3 separate regions of the Mus musculus genome follow, and regions 2 and 3 are each linked to region 1. A link is a contact called in public promoter capture Hi-C data. All regions are on one chromosome and are shown on one strand. The core of a region is the stretch at or near the end of the contact, and the rest is flanking DNA. Distances in the headings are between cores, read along the strand shown. Region 1 has its middle 49 kb from the start of Gm40746. Region 2 holds the start of Dcn (decorin). Region 3 holds the start of Lum (lumican).

The links. Promoter capture Hi-C pulls out the DNA fragments that hold promoters and counts their contacts.
Region 2: a contact with region 1 is called in a promoter capture Hi-C map of hippocampal neurons, with 4 times the contacts expected there. The contact joins the promoter of Dcn here to the enhancer-like site in region 1. A contact is called at or near these places in 6 of 39 promoter capture datasets (the 3T3-L1 cell line, cranial neural crest, hippocampal neurons and 3 more) and 1 of 9 other capture datasets (liver).
Region 3: a contact with region 1 is called in a promoter capture Hi-C map of embryonic stem cells, with 7 times the contacts expected there. The contact joins the promoter of Lum here to the enhancer-like site in region 1. A contact is called at or near these places in 7 of 39 promoter capture datasets (the 3T3-L1 cell line, the C10 cell line, cranial neural crest and 4 more), 1 of 484 Hi-C or Micro-C datasets (embryonic fibroblasts) and 1 of 9 other capture datasets (liver).

The regions. Positions count from the first base shown.
Region 1 is chr10:96,129,702-96,134,309 of GRCm38.p6, reverse strand. It overlaps the pseudogene Gm48425. Among named protein-coding and RNA genes, the nearest start is that of Gm40746, 49 kb to the left of the region's middle. Within about 2 kb of position 1,984, at least 52 of the 459 cell types and tissues checked have an H3K27ac peak or open chromatin away from gene starts, as enhancers often do.
Region 2 is chr10:97,477,999-97,482,684 of GRCm38.p6, reverse strand. It overlaps Dcn (decorin), which reads right to left and starts at 3,185. Exons shown (of 8, transcript NM_001190451.2): 1 at 2,896-3,185.
Region 3 is chr10:97,563,739-97,568,872 of GRCm38.p6, reverse strand. It overlaps Lum (lumican), which reads right to left and starts at 3,372. Exons shown (of 3, transcript NM_008524.2): 1 at 2,988-3,372; 2 at 1-649. The coding sequence starts at 628.

The sequences.
Region 1 (4,608 bases), core at 735-3,234:
AAGTATGCTATATAAATATAAAGGAAGTCACCTTCATCTCTAAGGGGGTCCAAGCATAGAGCTAGAGCCCTGAAAAGACCTGAGCCTTATTTTGGGGAAGCTCCAAGCCAGATCAGCTCTCTCTTCTGTCTCTTCATTGTTCTTTGAGCAGTATCGAACATGATCAGGACTCTTATTATTATAACGGGGCACATTTATTAAGTGTTTATTAAGGGCCTGCCATATGCTAGATTTCTACACAATCTTCCAACAACCTGTAAAACAGGAGCTACTGTATTCATGCCCATTTTTCAGATGAAAGAACTTGGGTTGAGGAACAGGCTTTGTGAGATGGGTCCAAACTCTTGACATTGCAACATGACTTTCTCATCTAGAAAGTTCATCCTTGAGAACTACATAACTATGTTATTTTTGAGAAAATTCTCATGTTTTAAGTAAATGCATAATTTTGTGCTGGGCCACATTAAGTTATCCTGGGATGCATGTGGCACATGGGTGAGTTAGAGATAGCTGCAGGGCCGAAGTCATAAAGCCAGAAACTAGCTGACTGGATTTCAAACAAAAGCATGAAGGCTCCTCATGCCAGCCTATGTGCAGACAACTCAGGCATCTGGGTAGAGTGATTCCCCAAATCTTTAAAATGAAACTGGCCCTGAAGACTCTTCCTAAGACAAGCAGTCATGAGTGTGAATCTTGCCACTTATCTTGAAAAGCATGATTCTCTCTGGTTGCTATCTACTTCAAAAAGACTTAAAAATATACAAATAAAAATATTTTTATTTATTAATTTGTTTATTTATTTATTTATTTATTTTTCCCATTTTTTATTAGGTATTTAGCTCATTTACATTTCCAATGCTATACCAAAAGTCCCCCATACCCACCCACCCCCTACCCACCCACTCCCCCTTTTTGGCCCTGGCGTTCCCCTGTACTGGGGCATATAAAGTTTGCCTGTCCAATGGGCCTCTCTTTCCAGTGATGGCCGACTAGGCCATCTTTTGATACATATGCAGCTAGAGTCAAGAGCTCCGGGGTACTGGTTAGTTGATAATGTTGTTCCTCCTATAGGGTTGCAGACCCCTTTAGCTCCTTGGCTACTTTCTCTAGCTCCTCCATTGGGAGCCCTGTGATCCATCCATTAGCTGACTGTGAGCATCCACTTCTGTGTTTGCTAGGCCCCGGCATAGTCTCACAAGAGACAGCTACATCTGGGTAAAAATATTTTTGTTCCATCAACCTTATGCATATTTTTTTTACATTCCTAGACTGGCAAGATTTCTCTTTGTCTATAGATCTGCCCTCTTGGAAAGTCTTCCTCCCTCCTGTGACATGGAAGGATCTTGGTCTTTTTTTTTTTCTTAGTTGGAAGCAAAGAAAGCAAAGTACTGAAGAAACAGCTTGCATCACCAAACACCTAAAGATACATCATGAATTTATACCTTTAATATATCTTACAGCCTGCAAGACAGAAACTGGGTAAGCCTTCCCATGCATAAGGAAGTGTGTCTGGGGATATTGGGTACTGCACTTAATGTCATGTATGCAGAGAGTTGATCCTTTTCCTTTCTCCCTAATTTGTCTGTCTTTCCCTCCTTTTGTTCTCTCAGAAAGCCCACCACTTCAGAAAGTCTAAAGAGATAGGGGCTTATGAGAGTCAGATAAAAAATATTTTGAAAGGGATAGTCATGCATTTCCTGGCTTTGGAGAGGTCTTGGTGGTGTGCTCTTAGATGTTGTGATATTAGTTAGGATCAACACCCTGCCATTGGGCATGGGGTCTCTGGAATCTTCACTCCTGGGTGTAGCTGGAGGAGAATGCGTTCTGTGTGTCTGTAACCAGAAAGGGTAGAATGCTAAAGCCGGTCTAATTAAGGCCAGTCTGCCTGTCCATGACTGTCTGTCAGACTTGAGTCTGGCCTGCCTAGTGCAGTGGAAACAAGTGGGTTTTTTTTTTTTTCCTCCTTTTTCCTCATGTTTTAACTGTGTGAGGTTACAGTGCCACCATGTGGATCCTCCGGTGTGAACCTGGATAATGAAGCTGGGGCTACAAAAGTGGTCACAGGCAACCTAAAAGACTTGGGAACAGGGACAGAAAGAGAAACCCGGTTTTTGAAAAGACACCGTGGTTCGTCAGGAAAAACAGAAGTCACGTCGGTCGGTCAAAAGATAATTTACATTCGTGAGCACCGCTTGGAGCCAAACAGACGCTAGTTGAAACTTACCAAACTGTCTTTACAGCCTCAGTTGCCTTGTCTGTGTAACGGGCACTGTAGTAGCTCCTCTAGGCTGCCGTTAGAATCAAAAGGCAGTGCACACAAAGTGCTCTCTGCCTGCCATGTCTGGTTGTTATGACTGAGCTAAGAAAGGAACTTCACAGCCTTATGCTGAACCGCAGTCCCGTGCTAGGACTCTCGACATTTTGCCCATGGTTTTACCTTGATTTAAGCCTTAACCATTTCACCTTCCCCTGCCTTTGACATGTGAGCTTTGCAGCAGTCAAATTTCAAATCATGTATTTCAAATCATGTTTCCATCATCTTGTAGCTTTGTAGCCTTGGGATATTTAAACCTTCTGAGCTGGGAAGCTGTGTGGTGATGCTGGCCCTTTGTTCCAGCATCCAGGGTATGGAAGCAAGAGGCTACCCTCTTGTTCAAGGATATTCTCTGCTAGATAGTTAGTTAGACTCCAGTATGGACTCACAAGACCCTGCCTGGGGAAAATAAAAATAGGGAACAACAAAATCCTGAGTCCTGGTTTCCTTGTCTGTAAAATGGGGTTAAGAACCTGTTACAGAGGGAACTAGAGCTCGGGCACTCGAAGCTTCGGATGCAGTAACTTCAATGGTCATCAGTCTGCGCCCATCACTGTTACGGTCATGACTACACTACAGGACAGCACAGCCTCACCTTGACCTCCAAGTAACAAAACCTTTAAGTTCACCTTAACATCAAAGAGCGATTGAGGAACTAGACAGGAAGCAACTTCTGTGGTCTATTTACCTACACACCTCAATGTTGAGGTTCTGTGGTTTTTATAAGGTTATCTTCTCAAGGCTAAAAGTGCAGCTATGAACAGTTTACACCTCAGTGTTTTCAGTATTAAAGTGTATTTCATAGTCAAGGTTAATAGTGCCATGTGTTAGTAGCACACACCTTTAATCCCAGTACTCAGGAGGCAGAGGCAGATGGATCTCTGAGTTTGAGACCAGCCTGGTCTACATATAGAGTTCCAGGACAGCCAGGGCTACCTAGACAAACCCTGTCTTGAAAAGCAAACAAACAGAAAACAGAACAAAACAGTTACTACTCTGATGTCTTTAATTTATTTTACATGTCTTCATCTTCTGAGGCCCCAAATCCAGTCCTTTCAAATCAAGCAAAATCTTAGAACTAATGAACAGATTTAGACTTGATGAAGACAAAAACTCAATCGTATCCATCACCGCAAACTCTGAAAGTCTAGATTTGCCGTGACACCTGAGTGGTCCTAGCCAGGATAACACAAACGCAAAACCACGGTGATCTTAGCTCTAAGCTTTAACACCTCCAGCTATTCGGGGGGGGGGGGTCCCCAAAATGTTTCATAAGCCTCCTCCACTTCTGATCCCCACCACTATGCTTAAGCCACAGTCTCATAACTACCTCCTTGGACTGACAGCAACCTGCTGCACTTTCCCCACCAGGCTATAGGCAGCCCTGCAACCAGAGGGGCCCCAGGCATCTCCCACACCTGCCCCCTTCCCTGCCTCACTCCTTAAATATCCCCAACCTCAGTAAATATCCTCATTGCTGCTTCCATTAAAATATAAAAAGCACAGATCTCCTGAGAGCATTTAGAGCACTGGAGTCCTGGCTAGGTCTAGAAACTATAATCTATAATAATAAATATGCATATATATGTATAATATAGATATTTATTATATACGATATGTTTTTTTAAGTTTTATTTATTTTTTGTATGTGAGTGCATTGTATCTGTCTTCAGACACACCAGAAGAGGGCATCAGATCCCACTACAGATGGTTGTGAGCCACCATGTGATGCTGGGAATTGAACTCAGGACCTCTGGAAGAGTAGTCAGTGCTCTTAACCACTGAGCCATCTCTCCAGCCCCTTATTTTTTATTTTATATGTCTTTATATGTAATATATATCTTTATTATACATGTATAAGATTTATATCTTTATATATAATATATTTATATGTGTTTAAAGATAATCTTATACATGTATCTTAAAGAAACGTAAATACACTGTATTCTTTATATATCTTTATATTATCCATTGTAATGTATAGTTATAATATCTATAATTACATAATATATAATTATACATAATATATTACATACATAAATATAAACAATATAACTATATAATAATATATAGTATATAATACATTATACAACTATATTATTTATGTTTTTATATGTTCATAAGGTATATAAATATATATTCTTTATTTTAACTTTATACAATATATATTAAAGAAAAATCATCTCTTTATTCTAAAAATATATTTCTTAGGATTTCCTTAAGTAGCTGATTTTTAATACGCTTAGGAGAGAAATGGAGTCCACAGGTTACAGTATCTACAGCCAACCTGTCAC
Region 2 (4,686 bases), core at 1,936-4,435, 1.3 Mb before region 1:
AGAAGCCAGACATTATTTGGTATCAATTGGTACTTAAAGATACAATTCTCTGCATTTTCTCTCTCCCACTTCAACCCAGACATTTTCTTTACTTCAACCCCCCACACTTAGACAGCTTTGCCATTTTGATTACCTACCTTCTGAAGAAGTTTAAAGGTTACGTGAGATTCTGGGTCTCCTGCCCCTGTCTCCCCTCACTTCTCCTCTGAGCAGGGTGCTGCTCGTTACCGCTTCTGTGATCTGAAGCACGATATTCTGACCTCTTTTAATGAACTTATCATGTTATAATGGGCTTTCTGTGTTTACCCCAACATTAGTGGATGTTCTCCCTCAGGGCGTGCCTTAGTATTCCTTGTTCTTCACCCATGCCTTGCACAATATTTTGAACACAAGTGACTCAGCTACCATCAGTTTATTAATAACACAGTGCATTCTGCTGGCTCCAAGAAACCAAACAAGTCTGATGTCTTAGAGCCCAAATTGTATATTCACAGCAAATTTCTAGTTATTTGGATATTAATTAAAGATAACTCAAAATGAACAATCAAAAGAGATCAAGCCACCTATTTTTTGAACGGACATGGCTTAAGATCCCTCTTCAGCTCTTAGAAGTCATCCTCAACCATTGAAGGCATCACTTTCAGACTCGTGATCTCAAGAAGAGCTGCATCTCTGCAAATATGTTGGATTTACTCGCTACTATGTTTCCATATAACAATACACAGAATGTATAGCCTTGAAGCTTTTTCCAAAAACACTAGGAAATACACACACACACAAGTTAAAAAAAAAAAAAACTCCACACATTCATTTTTAATTTACATCTAATACTGCAGTATGTCTAAAACAGAATACTCCATACATAATTGTGATTTCTCAATTTAAAAAAAAATCATAAAGATTGTGATTCATCCAACCTCCCCAAGTTCAAGGGCAAGTGTCCTCTAGTAACCCAATCCCACTCAGCTGCTCTTAAAGGGAGGTTATTGTTTAGGGATGTTTATTTGGATTGCAGTAAAGGAGAAGACTGCTTCACATTAAAATAGAATGTTTATGGTTTACCACAAGTTTGCTGGACTTGCATATTTAATGCCTTGTAATTTTAGGAGAAGAAAAGAAATGAAACAACGTAATCTCAGATTTAATAAGAATAAGGAGCATTTCTGGAGATGTCTCTTTGTCATCTACGCTCCAAAGCAGACATGCCTGGTGACTTCCCTATCAACCCTAAAAAGGAAATGTTGAGCCCAGGCTCTGAGGAACACCATCTTTCTTTATATGTGTTTACCTTGTTAAAATAGGACAAATTCTCTGCTCAATCTTCCTTTAGACTAAAGCCTGATACAGCCAGACTGCATACCACTTCATTAATACCCTCTCTCTCTCTCTTTCTCTCTCATGTGTGTATGTGTGTATATGTGCAAGTGTGCATGCATATATGCATGTTTTTGAACTCTGTTATCCTAAAAAAATGCTTATAAATTTTCTTCCAGTTCTCCCATGAAATTTCTTTTAAAATATTTTTTATACTACTCAAAGATCCAGCGTGTTTAGAGCAATTAACTTAAGAGAAATCTTAAGAGTCACTGGTCCTCAACATTTCTTCAGTGTTTTTTTTTTTGTTTGTTTGTTTTGTTTTTTTGTTTGTTTGTTTTTTTTTCCTTTTGTTATAAATGGCAACTAGAACAACAAAAAACAATTTACAAACGAACAGGTTGTGACTGAAGCAACACTATATCTTGTAGAAACTGTTCCTCTCAAATATTTGTAAAGCCATTTTTCCACTAAAAAGAGTTGTTTAAGTTCCGAAATGTCTCACCAAAAGTAATCTGTCTGGCCCCAAAACAATCTTTCTTTATTTACTTAGCTATTTCATCCAGGTTAACTTTTGTATAAACATACTTATACTGTTGTTAGGTGTTTCAGAGTTAAAACTTAACACGTATGTATGAAGTGAATCTGTAAATCCCTCATTTTAAGGTGAATTTAAAACTTCAGTAACAATAGGAATAATTAAAATACAAGCAATAAAAATACATTTGTCCACAAACAAGAACTACAATAAAACCTATGTTTCTTTTGGAGAGGTCTGCTAAAATAAGCAGCTGCAGGAAGAAAAAGCCACAGGCACAGAGATCACTGGAGTCACACACTGGGGCACACGTAACCAGTGGTCCTCTGCTTACTCTGCTTTAAGTTAAAATGAGAATCAACCCCCACCCTCACCTCATAGTGAATGCACCTCATAAGAAAGGTTAATTTGCATCGAAAATATTGACAGAAACATTTATAACCAAAGAGCTCTGCAGCTGTATTATCTCAGATCTTTAACATCATAAATATTTCCTGTGTTCCTTTTCACCTTTCTGGTAATAATTCCTATTCATTTCTGGTGTTGCAGAAGTAGGCATTATATTTCTACAGCCAGAGACTTGTCTTGCTGATGTTTTAAAGATTGTGAAGTATGCAAGAACACAGCACGAGAAGAAACCCTTAAATACCTAATTTAGGCACAAGCAATATGCTAGTTACGAATGCTTTTCTGCTGACAGTTTATAAAGAGCAAAGCATTTCATCAGTACAAACACAAAACTACCAATATAGACAAGTCATGGTGTTAGGTTACAAGTTTTTAATAAGCATATTTGCAAGAACAGAAGCAAGAGCACAAAACCAATGCATTCAAACAGTTTTGCCTTTTTGTTTGTTTGTTTTACCGAGTACTTAACTTCTGTTTTCAAGCAATTCATTTCTAACGTTGTCTAAAGATTACTAAAAGTTTAGCACAGCTTCCTTCTCGTTCCTTTTTCTCACCAGATATTTTCTTCTGCCCTCCACTTGACAGAAGCTTTATTAGCCTGTAGCAGAGTTCAGGACAATTATTGAAAGCCATACCTTTTAATCCGGGTATTTGCCACAGGAGCCCTCAAAGCTGCGATGTAATTAACACTAACTATGCAGCCCAGGCAAAAGGGTTTGCAGGTGTGGAAAGAAGGAGGAGGGGGTGGTGCTGCCCTGTGACTGTCACTGGGTTGAAAACCTCCTGCTTCTACTCCATAGCACAGTTAAGAACTAAGGTTTCACTGCGTGAGCGCATCCAGCTGACACCCACATTAGATCATATGGTAATGATACGTCTCTTGTATTGTAGCCAGAAACTTTATCGGCCCCCTTCTCCCTCCCCCTCCACATTTGCTTTATCCCTTTGCATCCGCCCAGCATTCCAAACTGCTTTTGTAGTCTAGTGGAGCAACTTGATTTGAAATTTGTCTTTTTTTTTTTTTTCTAAAAGATTGTAACTGAAGAATTTGTCTCCCCACCCCCAACCCCATTCCAGTCTCCACCCTTTCCAGTCTTGTTTGTAAGTAGTATTTATTATCCTTCTGAAATGACTTTTTTCCCCCTTGCTTTGGAGATGTGTGGGTCTGGAAAATGGAATGGCATTAATCCTAAAGCTTTTTTAAATGTGGTCTGCAGAGAAGACTAATTAGACTTCCATAGAATTACTCCTGGGCTCTGAAGTTCAAGTGCTCTGGAGTTCTCTGTGCATTTTGAATGCATTTCTATGGTGTTCTGGGACAAAGCCAGAATTTAATCTGGAAAATATGTTGTTTATTATTTTCATTACCTACGGCTTCAAAAACTTCCTTACTGTCTATTCTTTGCTGCTGTTGTTGAATAAAACACATAGAAACTAGACACTGATTACAATAAGATTTAGTTTGTAAGTAAAGAAAAAAATAATAATTTTTATAGATGGGTCCCTTATGTAATTAGGACTTTCTGTGGCTCTTTTTAAATTTCAGTAAATAGGCAGGGGGAGGAGAAGAAAGTGCAAATTGAGTAACATGTTTATTCAGGCAGTGAAGAAAGTTTTTGGAGATTTTATAATTCCATCTCTGGATGCTGTGGGTTGCTCTGTTTGCCTTCCCAGGTTCTGACTCGCATTTTTCTGCTCAGGCCTCCAGGCTCTGATCAGGTGGGGACTTGAAGCCACCATCTATGAAAAAGGAGGAGATTCCCCCTATCCTTCCTTTACCCACCTAAGTGCATGCTTTGACAGGAAATATTTTTTTATTTTTATGGAGCTGGAAGGAATTAAATTCTTGAGAGGGAATCTGAGGGAGGGGGAGGATGTAGCTAGACTTATTTTGACTTCTTTCCCAAGTCTAACTGCCTGTCTTTTAACCTCTCCCTCCACACACTCCATTCTTGCAGAGTCGAAGCATGCTGAGTGATTCTGTTGAGTCCAAGTGTTCGCTGACATTGGTGTAAGGAACATGCCCTTTCTTCTGGCACTAATTGACTTTCTCCTCTGAATGTTGCTTGTATTTATAAGTTTCTTCTGACATGCGATAACTCCTTGCTCATTGCCTCACTCCCAGAAAACACACATAGTCCCTCTAACACAGTTACTATAGTCATTGTCTTTCTTAATCGATGATTTGTTTCTTAGCAACACTGAACTTCACTCTAGTGAGTCAGGACAAATTGTGGCAGCAGTCATTGCCTAATGTAGAATAAGACAGGAGATGAAAGCAAAGAAATAGGAAAGAAAAGTAGAATAAAGTTGGCAAGAGGAAACAAAAGATGCATATAAATTAGTTTGAATTTTTACTGGTGGGGCTGTTAGGTTTAAAGTTCATATCTGGGTTCTTCCCTTTGATGACAGGTTTAGGAATTAAA
Region 3 (5,134 bases), core at 2,123-4,622, 1.4 Mb before region 1:
GAGTTAGAAGAGATGTAGGTAGACCAGCAGGCAGCTTGCTCATCTGATTGAAGCTCAAATCCAGGTACTCTAGTGATTTGAGACCTTTCAGAGAAGCCGAGACAGCATCCTCTTTGAGCTGGTTGTGTTGAAGATAAATGAAGGTCAAGTTGACCAGCCCGTCGAAGGAGCCGAGCTTGCTGATTTTATTATTGGTCAGCTGTAGGTCTTGCAGGGACTTTGGAAGTGGACCGACGGACTCGGTCAGGTTGTTGTAGTTTATATGCAGTTTCTTCAGTTGTTTCAGCTTAGAGAAAACCTTTCCTTTGATCTTGGAGTTTTCTAGAAGGTTGTGGTCAAGAATGAGCCACTGCAGGTCTGTGACGTTCTCAAAGGCCTTCTCATCAATATGGTCGATTTGGTTATTCCTCAGGTAAAGGTACTTGATGCCAGGAGGAACCATTGGCACACTCTTCAACTTGAGGTCATCACAGTACATGGCAGTTGGGTAGCTGTGGGGGCAGTTACATTCTGGTGCACAGTTGGGTGATATTTGCCCATACATGAAGAGAGGGATGTCATAATCGTAGTATTGGCCACTGACACTACCGACTAATGCCAAGGCAAGAGAGAACGCACATACATTCATTTTCAGCAAGTCCTCTGTGACCTACATAAAGTGGAAAAACGAATCATTACAGCATAATATAATTTCAAGGGGAAAAAAAGTTCAATTTTCATTAAATTCATTAACAAAGTGCGTTTTTTTTTTTTCATTTCATTTTCAGTGCCTCCAAAATAGTGTCTTCACTGCCCTTTGAAACTTTCTATTTAAGTATAAGGAGAAGGCTGCCGGGAAGGGGAGGGTGTGTGTGTGTGGGGGGGGGGGGGGGCGTGTTGTTCACACCTTTGGGTGGAAACAGGTTTCAGGTGTGTACGCATGCGCCCCCTTGTGGTCTGGCTTCCAAATTTTTAGGCCCTGTCTTCTGATACTTCCTTAATCGATATATCAGTCAGGGTATTTCCTGGTGGCACCATCTCACACAATGTGAGAAACCCTATTTAAGAATATCCCCTAATCCAGAAGAAAGGACACTTAGAAGACAACAGGAAATTCCTCCGTATATTCTGCCATCAACATCATTAAAATGTCTCATTAGAGAGATCCTAAGTGGGTGCAGGGGCAATCTGTGGTTTTGCCCTGAGGCAAACTGCTCTTGCTGCTTGTGAGGTAGAAGAGGCAATAAGCGCATTCCTTTCAAGGGGCCTTGTTATTGTTGTGGATTCTGGGGAAAGGGGGTTGAATTCTTAGATGGATGTTTACATTATTTGCAGCTTAACATCCCCTGCTTTAAAATCCATTGGAAGCTGTATCTGAAGCTAGTATTTAGTAAATTAATTTTAGAAGAACAAATATTTACCCAACAGGGAAACGTCAGACAGTGTTGGCTTTTATATCCAAACCAAAAAGGATACCAATTATACGAAAATAACCTTCTCTCCAACTTTAAAAGCTAAGTCCTTCTCCATTTTAAATCATGAGTTCATCTTCTTTGTGCCAACTGTAAGGTAACATGATTTGCTAATGCAGATTTTAGTGCCTTCAGAAAGTGGAGGCAGGAGAAGGCAGGGAATAAAAGACAAAACAAAAATAAAATAATAGTGATGTTGGCTTCATGAAATGTGTGCTGAGAGTGTAAGTTCAAAAAATTTCCTGGTAGTTATTTTCACATAACATATTTCTAAGATGAGATTCAACAATGATTCGAAATTCAGAGAAAAGCTAGCCATTTGCATAAAAGAAGGCTAGAACTTAAGAGTTGGGAATCACAGAATGCATTGTAAGAAAGCCCATGTTCCTGTGAGTGAAACAACATGAAGAGAATCCACATTCAATTACACCCTGCATTGCATGATATTTCATGCAAATAATATGAGACAAGCATTTGCATCAGGTAATTTGGAGGAAGTAGAAGTTGGGAGACCATGCATTTTAAATATATATGCTTTGCTTTAGCTTAGAATCATGACAGACTTCAGGAAAAGAAACATTGAAAAAGATTTTATGAAAGATACACTTGAAATTCTAACCTCAGATACAGTCACAATGCTAATAAATTATGCCCTTGCCCATGATTCTGATGGGAATTTTTAATTGAATAGTTAGGATTTGCCCTGCCTAGCACTAGGAACACAGTAACAGTACATAATCACATAAATGAATCTGTTGATTCATTTAAGTTTTGACTTTTTAAATGGAATATGCATACTAACAAAAATTTATTCCACAGTTTTGGCAAAGTAAAACTTAACAGTCTGAAATCAAAGCAACCTTGTGAACATACAATGCCTCCTCTGTGAGGGTAAGTCATACATTCGGCCCCTACTTTTTTAAATACCTCTGGTCATGAAAGAAATGCTTTTCTGCAAAAATGTAAATTGTTTCCCAGAAACTTTTAAAAACATGTACCTTAAGGTGTATATCCAAAACCACAGATCTTTAAAATGAGCAAAACACGGAGAAGTGATCCACACAAGTAACTGAGTCCTCCTGCTAACATTTTATAACCCAGAATGTTTATTGCGACCTGTAACAACATATTTTATTGCAAAACCCCTTGACTGCTGCTGGTGGTAGTGGCCTTTTTCTGTCTCAATACTAGATTTCAACATTATAACAATATGTAGCTAATTAGCATAGATAACATTTTAATTTCTGTACGTTTTTGAGTGTCTAACTTTTTTTTTTTTTTTCATTGCAACCTTGGAACGTTTTAAATTTCCCTTGCCAATCAGTCTGGCATACAGAGTGAAATTAATCCAATAGTGATGGAAAGTATAATAGGTAAAATGTGAAAATAAATGTTCAAAACTGTCATTGAATAGCAAATTGGCAAAATTCCTCTAGATCTTTTTTTTTCCTGTTCCTGTTAAAATTAAACACTGTCCCCAAGACTCAGCATCCCCTGGGGTATAGTAAGAAAAAAAAAAAAAAAAAAAGCACTTACCTTACTCTCTTGACACTGTTTCCGTTAATTTCTTAAACAGGCACACTGTGAACAAGAATCCACTAACATATGCTGTGAACTCTGTCAGGGTGGGACTGGCTGCCAGAGTCTCAGTGATACAAGAGCTGAGGAGCGTGGGGGGTGGGGGGGGGGGACCAGCCCAATCACGCCAGCCTCTGGATGAAGTTATGTCACTGTGGGCTCTTGTGGTGTTGCCTCTGAGCAAGCTTCTCTCTAACGAAGTGCAGGTGGACAAAACAGACCCTTCCACTCTGGAATCGGGGTTGGGGGAAGAGAGAGAGACAGAGAGAGAAGTACTTTACTGGATTAAACCCCTAAGAATCGAGCTTGCTACAAATGAGGCAGTTCGGTGTGAGAGGGTTTCTGCTGCAAACTTCTGAACTTCTGCATGTGTGGTGGCGGTGAACTGTGATCTGCTCAGCCAAGTCTTGTGCTCCTGTAAAGACCTCATAAATCACAAACAGAGCAAAGAATCTCAGGAAAATGCAAATGAGCACACGCAAAGGAACTGAGTCTTTTTTTTTTTTTTTTTTTTTTTTTGGCCACCCCTCTTGGATTACTTATTTGATTCACTTGGGTTAGCTTGCTCTTTGTCCTAAGGATGCATTCATTTCTGTACTGTGAGCAGCGCTTCATATACACGTTGAGACAACTGATAGGGTGAATGTCTTCTTTAGCTTGTCATGTTGAGGAAACTCTTTCTCATGTTCTTCAGATCTGGAACCACTCAGCCAAGGTCTGACCTGTTTTTCATTTGTGGATTTCCTCAGGAACTCACTCAAAACCCTACTTGAAGATTATATTCTATACTTTAAAGCCAAAAAAAGCAGAACAAAGATAACATAAATATATCCTAAAAATATCACAAGTCACTAATCTTTTTCATTCTGTTACCAGACTATTCTGACTTTTTTTCCAAGGTGGAAGGCACCCAAAGTTGTGGTCTGTCCAAAGGCCTGGCTTGATAGAGTGTTCTAACTCACTTTCTGGTATGTAATGTAGCAAATGAGTAATTTATTCAAGCCCTTATTGCTTTAATTACTTGAGAAGATTATATATATTTATAGGGTATATTTTTATTTTAAAATATTCACTTTCTATTTTTTAATTAGATATTTTTAAATTACATTTCAAATGCTATATCAAAAGTTCCCTATATCCTCCCCCAGCCCTGCTCCCCTACCCACCCACTCCCACTTCTTAGCCCTGATGTTCCCCTATACTGGGGCATATAAAGTTTGCAAGACCAAGGGGCCTCTCTTCCCAGTGATGGCCGACTAGGCCATCTTCTGCTACATATGCAGCTAGAGACATGAGCTCTGGGTACTGGTTAGTTCATATTGCTGTTCCTCCTAGAGGGTTCAGACCCCTTCAGCTGCTTGGGTACTTTCTCTAGCTCCTCCATTGTGGGTCCTGTATTCCATCCAATAGATGACTGTGAGCATCCACTTCTGTATTTGCCAGACACTGGCATAGCCTCACAAGAGACAGCTATATCAGGGTCCTTTCAACAAAATTTTGCTGGCATAGGCTATAGTGTCTGCATTTGGTGGCTGATTATGGGATGGATCCCCGAGTGGGGCAGTCTCTGGATGGTCCAGTCTTTCATCTTAGCTCCAAACTTTGCCTCTGTAACTCCTTCCATGGGTGTTTTGTTCCCTATTCTATAAAACTCTTAGAGCAAGCTGTTTCAGTATAGGTTCTACATTTTAGTTATTTTCCTTTAAAGATAGCTTGAGACACAGCTCAGTTGGTACAGCGTAGCATTAATAAAGAAATGGGTTCAATCTCCAGCATCAGATAAACTAGATGTGATAACACACAGAGGTAGGTAATTCCAGTGCTTGAAGGGTAGGGACGGGAAGAGCAGGAATTTAAGTTCATCCTCAACTACATAGTGTATTGAATCCTGCCTGGGATTCATGAGACCCCCATCTCAACATAACAATGTAAATGAAACAAAAATCAGAGTACATATCCAGTGTTTCAAATGTTAATAGTGAGACCTGAGAGGGGTACAAGTCAATAATCATGACCTTATTCACCTGGAAAGTTCACACTAGTATAAATGCCTTACATTCATTGCATATATGGAATTCAAGTTTTAAAAATATGTGAATACATAT